Linked DNA regions of Bos taurus: region 2 is linked to region 1. A link is a contact called in public Hi-C data. All regions are on one chromosome and are shown on one strand. Each heading gives the region's core, a stretch centred on a gene start, on an enhancer-like site or on the middle of the called end of the contact. The rest is flanking DNA. Distances are from core to core; before and after follow the strand shown. Region 1 overlaps CTIF (cap binding complex dependent translation initiation factor). Region 2 overlaps SMAD7 (SMAD family member 7).

Region 1 (5,620 bases), core at 2,603-5,102:
AGATACTGCCCCCAGATAGCCACGGTGCGTATCACAGGAATGGTTTCAGTGAGTCCAGACACTTACATCTTCTCATACACAGAAAAACACGAAACTCTTTAACTTGGGTTATCTGGTTTTCTTTAACAGTAAACTTTGGATGTTGAGACTACCTGAACTTCCGTTGCAAAACTTCTATATAACCTGGCTCCTCTCCTCGCTTCCTCGGAGCAGTCCTCTCAGGATTACTTGAGATATTGTCTCCTGGGCTAAGTCCTTAAACTTCCCAACAAATAAAACATAACTCTCAACTTTTAGGTTGTGAATAAATTTAAAGTTAGCAGTTCCCAACTTTGATTGTACGGTGGGCTCATCTGGGAAAATCTGAACAAGGCTGGTGCCCAGGCCCCAGGCCCCACGTCCCACAGATGGTGATTCAATTGGTCCGGGGTATAGCCTGGGCCCCGGCACATCCAGAGTTCCTGGGTGCAGCCAAAGTACACTGTGCAAACTCAGTAAAGGGCAGCTGCTGCTATTGCTGACACCGAGGTCATAGCTCGTCCATGGCAAAGCCAATGAACCACAGCCTGGTTCTGAGTCCCAGGCGGTCTCTTCAGTGTCCCCCTAGTGCCCTCATTGCCCCTTTACTGGGTTTAGTCTCTGGGGATCCCAGCTTTTGAAAGCCTTTCACTCTCCCCAGTGGCCTGATGATTGGGCCAGGCTCCTTGTCTACTTCAGAACGAGAACTATATGCGGGGGGTGGGGGTGGGGGTGGGTTTCTGCAAGTGATGGATGTGTGCATAGGGGGAAATTCTCCCCCAGCCTGGAGGTCCCAGGAGCCTTCCTGGGAGTAAAGGCAGCAGCAGAGGGGCCTCAGGACACATCAAGACCACTTTAGGGTGCTTCATGAAAGGGCACCCCAAGTCAGCTTTTTGCAGATGACTTTTCCTAATTTTGTAGTTACTTAAAGCAGCCACTGGGATTCCTAGGTGGTGTTAGTGGTAAAGAAGCTGCCTGCCAATGCAGGAGACACAAGAGACTCAAGTTGGATCCCTGGATTGGGAAGATCCCCTGGAGTAGGAAATGGCAACCCACTCCAGTGTTCTTGCCTGGAGAATCCCATGGACAGAGGAGCCTGGCAGGCTATCCAGTCCATGGGGTCGCAAAGAGTAGGACACGACTGAGTGACTAACACACACACACACTTCATCTGGAAGCCCCCACCCAGCCACTGAGCATCCCTTCCCCTGAGCACCAGTCTCCAGTATCTGCGATGTGAGTCCTTCCTTCTCCAGCCGTTCGGCCGGTCAGCGCTGGCCTCTGGGACAGCACTCAGGACCGTGGCTGGCAGTTCCTGGTTTATCTGCGCGCACGGCCCATTGGATTGTAAGGAACCCAGTGGCGGCAGAGGGTCTCTTCCATTTTTCCTCTAGCACACTGCTGGCATGCAGCAGGTGCTCAGCTAACACATGAATGACTCTCTGTGTGGAAAAGATCACAGACCAGTCCACACACGGAGCGACGTTAAGATGCACAGAAAGGCCTTGAGAGAGGTGGGGGAATAGAGTGACACGTGGGAGCCAGAGGGGATCAGGCAGCTTGAGTGTGTGCTGACCTGGTGACTGAGGTCAAAGTTCAAGAGGGCAGGGGTCAATGTGCCGTGCTCAGCTGGACAAAGCCCCTGACGGGCAAGGCAGCTGGCACACTGAATCCCCGTTGAGTGGAAGGATGCGTCTCTTGCCAAGAGAACAGAGTGGGAGGGCTGGGCTGGGCTGGACACCCCAGCTGTGAAGCCCCAAGTTAGTGTCGGGCTGAGACTCCTAGGTTTGGGAGTTCCCTGGCCTTGCTCCCCATGCTGTACCCCTCTCACTCGTCAATTTCTCCCCCGACCCCCCTGCCCCCAGCGGGCCTGCAGGCTTAGGCTCCACAGGCCCGGGACTGCCGGGTACCTGATGTGAACTGTGCAGTCCTGGATATCAACCAGGGCTCTGGGCCTGGGCTCCCGGATTTCTTGGACCTGTGAAATCTGAGGGTGGCCAACATTTTGTTTTGCTACGGATGTTTTCTAAAAAAGTTTTCATCCATCATTTCGTGAAAGAAAGGGCAATTTAATGCCAAGATAGTAGGAAGGATGCAGTCTGAGAATAGTGGCCAGTCCTTTCCGGACAGGGCAGCTGGCAACCGCTCAAATCACATCCTATGTAAAGCTTGCCCATGCAGCTTGCAGTGTAGACCAGCTTCGGTTTGAGGCTCGGCACCGGGGAACCCCTCAGCAAAGGCTCTCCCGGCTGGTGCGCATGCAGGGGCCTGCGTGGTCCTTGTGTCTAACGGGCCCCCTGCCAGTCTGTATTCCAGGCTGAGGTGCTGAGTGGCCTTTCAGACCCAGGAAAGGAAAGCCAGGGCAGCGAGTGCATCAGTCACTAAGGGGTGAGGACACAGGACAGGAGAAGGTCAACCGGGCAGAAAGCAGAAAACCCTTTGTAATGTGGGGTGCGCTGGGAAGGCGGGCCCAAGCCAGGGAGCAGGATGTACTCAGCAAAGTTCCCCACTTTCCAACGCTGCCCCAGCTGGCTCTGGTTCCCCAAATCAGGTAGCGGGGTGGCCAATGGCTGGCAGGGGCGGGGGTGCGGGCGGGCAGGCAGCAGCTGCCCTGGGCCCCAGGCGCCGGGCATTCCTCCTCTAAGCTCCCCACGCGTCCCCAGCCCCGTTTATAAGGCACAGGGAGCCAAGAAGTCTGTGTGGCCCCGCCAACTCAGCCAGGAGGCCCCAGGAGGGAACCCAAGCCCTGGGGTGAGGGGGAGCCGGCCTCCCCTGCCAGCCCCGGAGCCCCTGGCATCTGACCTGCAGCCTCTGGGTGCCCTGCGGGCTTGGGATCCAGCCAAGGAAGGGGAGAGCTGAATGCTGAGAGGGCCGTGGGGGTGGGTGGCGCTCACGCCCCTCGGGTGCTCGCTGCACGCTTTAAATAGCTCAGCTTCCCTCAGCCTAGCAGTCCTGACGGCCCTCCCTGCCAGCTCCTTCTCTCACTTTCCACACCGGGGACGGCTGATCTCCAGGTCAGGATGGGGAGGGGGTGAGGGGACACAGCGACCCGGCTTCTGCGGGGTCAGCATATGTTAGGAAAGACACGCAAAGTTAGCCCTCGCCCCTCTACAACCTGTTTGACTTTATCCTCCAGGCTAGGCGAACGCCCTGTGCCCCTGATGGGGTGAGGGCTTCGCACAGCCCTGCCTTCTCCTGGGAGAAGTGGGTGCCCAACCCAGACCACGTTCTATCTTGGCAAATCTGTGACTGGCACCGGCACTCGCTGAGAGCCTCCACTGCCTCCCAGCCTGCCCTGGGGCCCATTCCCGCAGGGCCCATCCTTGGCGGGGGGCCACGGACCACCAAGCGCCCTCCCCCCTGCCCCTCCCCACCAGTTTTCTCCAGCCCAGCCTTTGCTCAGCAGCTCCAGCATTCAAAAACCAGTCTGATCCCTTTACAGTTTACAAACTGTCTTCACGTCCTTATTTCGTAAGAGCTTTCCGACCACCCGGAGCAACGTGCGGGGCAGATATAAAAATAATCCCCATTTTACAGCCAACAAGATCGAGAGCCAGAAATATGAGGGGAGGTATCCAAGTTCATATGTCAAAGTACTGATACAATCAAGACCGAAACCCAGGCCTTAAACCATTCGCACTGCAAGAATGTTCCCTCTTGCTGCACCCCCTCCAGCGCTCTTTGGCAAGAGGGGACAGAGGAACATCGACAGGAACACAGGACAAGGGGGAGGGGAGGGCAGGGCCACATGTCTTGTCTCCCAGGCCCTGAACCCTGCTGCTGGCTCCATAGGTCACTTTCACAACCCAGGACAGAAATCTCACTAGATACGGCCTCAGACCGCCTGGCTCCAGCCACCCTGGCCGGCAGACGCAGACGCACACAGACACACAGAGAACGGGCTGTTATCTGTCCCCTCCAGCCCGTTTCCTACACTTCTCACACAGCAGATTTCTTCCAGCCTGGCCGCCTCTCCCAGTCACCACCCACAGCCGCGGGCCCCTGGGGCCCGGCCAAGTCCCCTAGACGGTGACGCCGAGTCCCTGCTATCAGACTGCCTCTGCCCTCCCAGCCGCCGCCCCCAGAGTTCCCTGGAAATGTCCCTTCTGCGGGCCCGGCCCCCACTGCGACGCACGGCTTTTGTCTGCACACACAGCTGACTTGTGTTTGCAGGGACAGACAGGGGCTGGCGCTGGGGCCAGAGCCAGGAGGCGCTGGGAGGGTAGAGCAGACGGGAGGGGGAAAAACACAGAGTCCAGTGAAGAAAATTGCTGCAAGCGAAGACTTCGGGGTCATTTGGGAACCTGAGAACAAGAATAGGGGCTCACAAAGCCAGAAGCTCCTCGAGGGTAGGGCTGGGGGGCTTCACAAACATTGGCTGTCTGGTCCAAGGACGTGAGAGCTGTGCCAGCCAGAAAGGGTGGGATGGGGGCGGGTGGGGGCGGGTGGGACAGAGGGGAGGGACAGAAGCCCCACCTCAGCCCTCTGTCCTCTAGGAACAGAGGGGGCTCTACAGCTTGCCAGGCTCCTTCGTCCGTGGGATTCTTCAGGCAAGAATAGTGGAGTGGGTTGCGATGCCCTCCTCCAGGGGATCTTTCCGACCCAGGGATCGAACCCGCGTCTCTGGCATCTCCTGCACTGGCAGGCGGGTCCTTTACCACCTGCACCACCTGGGAAGGCCCTACAGATGCTTGCCCTGAGAGCTCTCGTTCCCACCAGCTCTCAAGAAGGCTGCCTCTTCTGTTGGGGCTGGTGGGAGAGGAAGCACAGGGGAGCTGGTGCCAGGTGCCAACCTGTCGTGTTTTTGAACTTCCCTTTATCAGGCAGAGGAGCTGCGGTGTCTGTACGGGCCGGACCACATCTGCAGGGAAAGGATGCTCACGAACCCCAGGCCGCAGAAGCCCATGTGGGAATGAGCTGTATTAAGTGTTGCTCGCCTTCCCGTAGCCCACCGCCTTCCGACCTTTTAGGTTTTGAACCCTGGGCTACTTAACCTGATTCTGAAATGAAGCTGCAGCTGCTGAAATGTATAGGGGTCACCGTAAATCAAGCTGTATAGGGGGAGTTTAAAAAAAAGGAAAAAAGAGGTCAGGCATGGCGGTAGCGGTGAAGAAGGTTTTTTCAGTGTGGCTCCTTCTCCGGGGTGACACTCTGGGCTGGGTGCTGGGGAAACCTTAGAAGGGCTCCTTTGGGATTGAGCAACCTGGCGCCTCGGCTCACACCCCAGGGTCCTCACTTCTTAATAATCTAGAGCTTTAGAAACAAGGCCCCATGTAGGCACGCACTCTGCCTTCTGCCTTCTCACTGTGCCAGCCTGAAGTGTCTTCCTCTCAGGCTGGGGGTGGGGTGCAGTGAGGAAGGGACCCATTAAAAGTGTGGCCACCCCTCCCTCTGGTCTAGAAAGGTGATGGAAGCACGAAGCCTCATCTGAGACACGATCTACTTCCTTGGGCTCTCGTGGCTGCAGCCTGTCATGGGAAACTCAAGCTACCCTTGACTGCAGGGCTGCACACAGACACGTGCTCCCCAGGGACCCAGGTGCCCAGGACACCAGCGGTGCCCACTCATCAGGATCCACTATGACCCTGGGCTGCAGCCTCCA
Region 2 (5,351 bases), core at 2,265-4,764, 150 kb before region 1:
TTGAAGGAGTACCGCCTCACTTGTGAGTTGGGGTTGTTCAGCTGCAGAACCTTCATATATTGATGTCTGAAGCTGGTTGGGCCTCCCTGGTGAAGGGCAGGGATTAGAGGCCAGCGTCGTTCATTGTCATTTAAATTTCAAAATGGGGCTTCCCAGGTGGCACTTGTGGTAAAAGAACCCACCTGCCAATGCAAGAGGCATAAGAGATGCTGGTTTGATCCTTGGAAGAGGAAGTGGCAACCCACTCCAGTATTCTTGCTTGGAGAATCCCATGGACAGAGAAGCCTGGCAGGCTACAGCCCATGGGGTCACAGAGAGTCGGACACGACTGAAACAACTTAGCAAGCAAGCAGAACTTCAAAAACGGTGCCACTTTCGAGGAGGGCTTCCCTGATAGCTCAGTTGGTAAAGAATCTGCCTGCAATGCAGAAAACTCCTGGTTTGATTCCTGGGTCGGGAAGATCCGCTATAGAAGGGTTAGGCTACCCACTCCAGTATTCTGGGCTTCCCTTGTGGCTCAGCTGGTAAAGAATCCACCTGCAGTGTGGGAGACCTGGGTTCGATCCCTGGGTTGGGAAGATCCCCTGGAGAAGGGAAAGGCTACCCACTCCAGTATTCTGGCCTGGAGAATTCCATGGACTGTACAGTCCATGGGGTTGCAAAGAGTCGGACACGACTGAGCAACCTTGACTTGGAGGGTGGTGGGAGGCAGTGGAGACCTAGTATGGATGTGTCTGGTGGAGGGGGCTGAGCCAGCCCTCTCTTGCCTGTGCAAAACCATGCTCGTTGGAGACACGGTTCTACCAGCCCAGGGGAGGCCTGCTTCTTTGCCAAGGTCTTCAGATCCATGTATCACTTCTAGTTCTGGGTGATGGGAGTGCCCTTAGGCCAGCATCCATTCCAGGAACGGTTCTTTCCTCTTCTTTGATGCCTGCTGGTGTCTCTGAGAGCCTCAGAGGAGAGTCTTCAAGAACACCTGCATGATATGAAACCGTGGTCCTGGCTCCGTCCACCGTCAACTTGGGCCCAAACCCAAGGAGCTTAGGCAAGAGCGTTCCATCCTGTTTTTAAGGAACGTTATTCAGCTGCGTTTGTTGTCTGGTTGGGAACAGTGATGGCAAACTGGGGATTTGGCCTGGGTGCCTATGTGTGTGTGTGTTTTAATGTCCCCTTCCTGTGCCTGGTAACAGGCAACTTGTGGTTTCTCTGGTATCTGCCATGGGGAGTGGGGTGGGGGTGGGTTGAGTTCATCTAAGTGGCCAAGAGCGCGGGCTTTGGGGTTGTCAGACGGAGCAGCCCATGTGACCGTGAGCAAGCCCCTTATCTACCCACTCCCTTTCCTTCACGCCACTGTGAAGAGTGACAGTCTGGATCTCTGGGGACCCACACATCCCCTAGTGCCAACCTGATGACTCAGGCCCAGGCCAGCTCACCTGGTGCACACCCACTGAAGACCAGTCACAGACAGCAGCTTAGACTCTTGGCCTCTTCTGCAAGCCTTGAGGTCATGCACTCAACCCTGGAGAAGGGCTCACTGTTAAACTCCCTTTGTCCTGAAAAGAATGAGGCAGTCAGGCAGGAGTTAAATGCAGGGTGACAGCATTTAAAGGCTCTGGAGCAAATTGGGGCTGCCCTGCCGGCCAGACTAGATGGGCTGCTGCCTCATGCATCCTGTCACCGAGACAGAACCTGGCCAGCTGTGGAGGGGGAGGGGGTCAGGTGAGGGTCAGGTTTTGGTGTGTCTCTTGCCACAGTCTGGGACACTAACTCCCCCTCCCCAGGTAGGCTTTGCCTTAGCAGAGCCCAGCTGTTGGCCTCTGGACCTGAAGAAATGTCAAAAGAGTCACGATCCAGTTGGGCTCCCTGGGCTACTTCCTTGCTGCTGTTACTGTCCCACGACGCTGCTCCTGCATACAGTGCTCGAATTAACGCTCCCTTCACAGCCGGTGTCTGAAGCCAGTGGGAGAAAAAAAAAAAGCACAGGCGGGGGTCTCCAGACCTGCCTGCACGTTAGGACCCCTGGGGTCTTTCACCTCATGGTCTGCTGGCACGATCCCAGCATCAAGTGTTTTTTGAGGCCTGCCGGGTGATTTCAAGGTGCAGACAAGTTGGGGAGCCTCTGATGTAGGGGGTAAAAGGATCTCTGTTCCCATGGGGAGTATCTCTGGTAGCTTCTCTTGGTGGCTGTGCACAGATTCTGTCTGTGCTCCTATGGTGAAGAATTCAAGTGTCTTGCTTGTTGAGCCTCTTCTCAGCTAAGACATTTGCTCGGTTGTAGGGGTTTCCCTGGTGGCTCAGCGGTACAGGATCTGCCTGCCAATGCAGGAGACGTAGGCTCAATCGCTGGGTCGGGAAGAACCCCTGGAGAAGGAAATGGCAACCCACTCCAGTGTTCTTGCCTGGAGAATCCCAGGGACGGGGGAGCCTGGTGGGCTGCCGTCTATGGGGTCGCACAGAGTCGGACACAACTGAAGCGACTTAGCAGCAGCAGCAGCAGCAGGGGGTTTCTCTGGTGGCTCAGCGGTACAGGATCTGCCTGCCGATGCAGGAGATGTAGGCTCAATCACTGGGTCGGGAAGAACCCGTGGAGAAGGAAATGGCAACCACTCTAGTATTCTTGCCTGGAAAATCCCACGGACAGAGGAGTCTGGCAGGCTACAGTCCATGGGGTCACAAAGAGTCGGTCCTGATGTAGCAACTAAACAACCGCAAGAAATTTGACAAGATGTATTAACTCTGCCCCTTCCTCCTGTTGGCTTTGCTGTAGTGAAGGACATTATAAAAGTGACCCTGAGACAGGGTTTCCTTTCAGGATGATGAAGGTGTTCTGGAACGTGGTAATGATGTTGCTCAGCTCTGCAGGTGCTGTCAGTGTCGTTAATGGTAAATGTTATGTGATGTGTATCTTGCCACAATCTTAAAAAATAGTGACCTGCGGTAGCTTTTAAATACATGCAGGTATTTAGATAGTGCCTAAGAAACACCGGCTCTGAAGGATAAAACACTGGGAGCTATTGGAGGCAGACACTTATTTCCAAAGCATCTCTGAGGTCTCACAGGGTGGGGGAGTGGGGTGCAGGGAGTGGGAGGGATTGATCAAGGGCCTGTCTCTGTGATTTTTCAGCCTTTCCTTTTCCATGCTGGTGGCAGAAAGGAGAGACAGGAAGGTTCCCTGTGGCTCATTTTCCATGGCTGACCTTTCAGCAGGGGAATAGGTCCCCTTCTTCCCTCTGCCCCGGACGCTGTTTTCCTCTGGGCAGCCCAGGGTCTAGTAAGCAGCCCTGCAGGGGCTATCTCCCAAAGCCTGGGGTCCTCCTGGCTCCCGCTGGGCAGTCTGGACCCCTCCTCTGGTCCTGCTGCCCGAGCCTCTGGTCCATGTGAGGTCTTTGCTGAGGCTGTAGGGCTGCAGAGCAGGCTAGTGACTCGTGGGAGCCCTGCCTTTGCAGGAGCCCTGTGAAAGGATACTGTACAGTGTGACCACTGGGAGGTCACCACTGGCCCAGCCATCTCTCTCGCTCAGTACTGAATGGCTAGCCCAGTCTGGCTGTGTGCCTACTGTCACAGACAGGCTTCCTCTCTGGGCTATTTTCAGCGGGAAGATATTATTAACTGCTGAGGCACAGTTCTCAATTTAGTGGCTAACACACCAAGAAAGCAACATTCCCTTGGTGGCGGCCGCTCTACCTAAACACATTGGCTCACGGCGGGGTGCTTCTCCCCGTGGGGATCTGCACCTCTAGCCCACTTTCTGGGGCAGCTGGGACTGTAGATTCAGCAGCTGCCATAGAGAAAAACGAGGCTTTTTCTTAAAGCTGACTCAGTTAGAGGTGTAGACAGTGATTGTGGTTTATCTTCTAAGATGAGGAGTTCTTTGTGACTGGCATGGGGCACTGCACGGAAATAGGAACTTTCTATGGAGTTTAGGGCAGTTGTTTAAACCAGGGTGATAACTTTCACCTTGGAAGTGAACAGGAAATATTGGGACAAGACAGGAAATTGCATCATTCCTTTTATGAGAAGAACTCCAGAAAAAAGTGGTTCATGAAAGGTAGTGGCTGCGAGGAGGCCAGCCGGGTTCTGTTTTGGTTTGTTTCTTTCCTAGCCCCTTCTTTTCCTTCCACTCTCCGAAGAACTTTTAGGCCATTTTCATTTAAGAAAGAGGCTGTTTGAGAACTTTATGTTATTTTTATTATTAAAAAAAAATTTTTTTTTTAACCAGAAGGGTCACCTTCAGTTGAAATGTTAACGGCAGCCTTATTTCCCGGTTTACTAAAGAATCTTTCATGACTTTTTCAGCTTCCTTCCCCAAGTGGTGAAGCTGAGCAGCTCTTGGCTGGAAGCGAATTTTGGTTTGGCTACACAGTCTTCTTCCATGCTGAGCCCCACCCTGTGTCATTAGCTCAGTTTTAACTTGCAAAAAAAAACAACACACACACACACACACACACACACAAACAAACATATTTTGGGGGGCAGGGGGGTAGGTAGAAATCTACTGATGCCCATAGCCTTTTCACCCCAGCGTGGGGTCCCCTTGACCACGGTGCCTGACACCTGGAAGGCTGGGGCTGTCTTTATTTACAAGCTCTGAGCCTCCTTTTGCTCAGGGAGTCCCTGCCTTAGCTTCCTGAGTGTCTAGTGCTGGGGTTCTGGTGAAAAGAGGTGGCAGACAACAGTTCCCCTGGTGCAGCTGTGCCCGGGAGCTGTGCTTTGCCCTGGGGCACGGGGGTATCGTGGCCCTCAGACACCCAGTAGCTTCCCCCAGAAAGAGGGCTTGTGCAGCCCCTTAGTGGAGAAGGTGGGGTTGTGCCGGGTGTGAAAACAGTTGTCATTTTACTCATCTCTGGGTTTCTAAGTCCCCTCTTTGACAGAGTCATTGTTCTCTGACGGGGGTGGGACATGGGACAGGACCCTGACCCGGGCTGCCAAGGAGCCATCTTTAGGATGGAGACCAGGAAGAAAGAAGTTTGTGTGTGGCCGGCTTGCTCCTTCCCCCCCCAGCTTTTTTTTTTTTTTTTTTTCTTTTTCCTTATTGGGCTTTGTTTTGTTTTCATAACACAACAAGGGCCCTGGGGGTGTGTAAAAGCATTGTGGAATACTTGGTGGGGGTAGCGTGTCCAGACCGAGCAGGACGCCAAGGCAGAAGGCTGTGGGCAGGTGGTGAGCCCACAGAGGTGGCCTGGCCGGCGCCTGGCTTGGAAACACCTCCCGGGATCAGCCGCAGCCGGCTGGCAAGGAGCTGAGGACAGGGGCTCTCTTCCTGCCTGCGCAGGGAGCCTGGGGCCAGGCCTCAGCCTTTCTGGCTGACCCCTGCCTGGAAGGCACCCTCCCAAATAGGTGGGTTCACACGG

What was found. Hi-C and Micro-C count contacts between places; a contact is called where the count stands out from the background.
Region 2: a contact with region 1 is called in a Hi-C map of liver, with 2.4 times the contacts expected there. The contact joins two enhancer-like sites. A contact is called at or near these places in 2 of 11 Hi-C or Micro-C datasets (liver and skin fibroblasts).

Annotation. Positions count from the first base shown.
Region 1 is chr24:48,461,028-48,466,647 of ARS-UCD2.0, reverse strand. The region is part of intron 9 of CTIF (cap binding complex dependent translation initiation factor); the gene reads right to left. Among named protein-coding and RNA genes, the nearest start is that of SMAD7, 160 kb to the left of the region's middle. Within about 2 kb of position 3,852, at least 46 of the 102 cell types and tissues checked have an H3K27ac peak or open chromatin away from gene starts, as enhancers often do. A contact at or near this core is called in liver, where this site is marked.
Region 2 is chr24:48,610,949-48,616,299 of ARS-UCD2.0, reverse strand. The region is part of intron 3 of SMAD7 (SMAD family member 7); the gene reads left to right. Among named protein-coding and RNA genes, the nearest start is that of SMAD7, 14 kb to the left of the region's middle. Within about 2 kb of position 3,514, at least 42 of the 102 cell types and tissues checked have an H3K27ac peak or open chromatin away from gene starts, as enhancers often do. A contact at or near this core is called in liver, where this site is marked.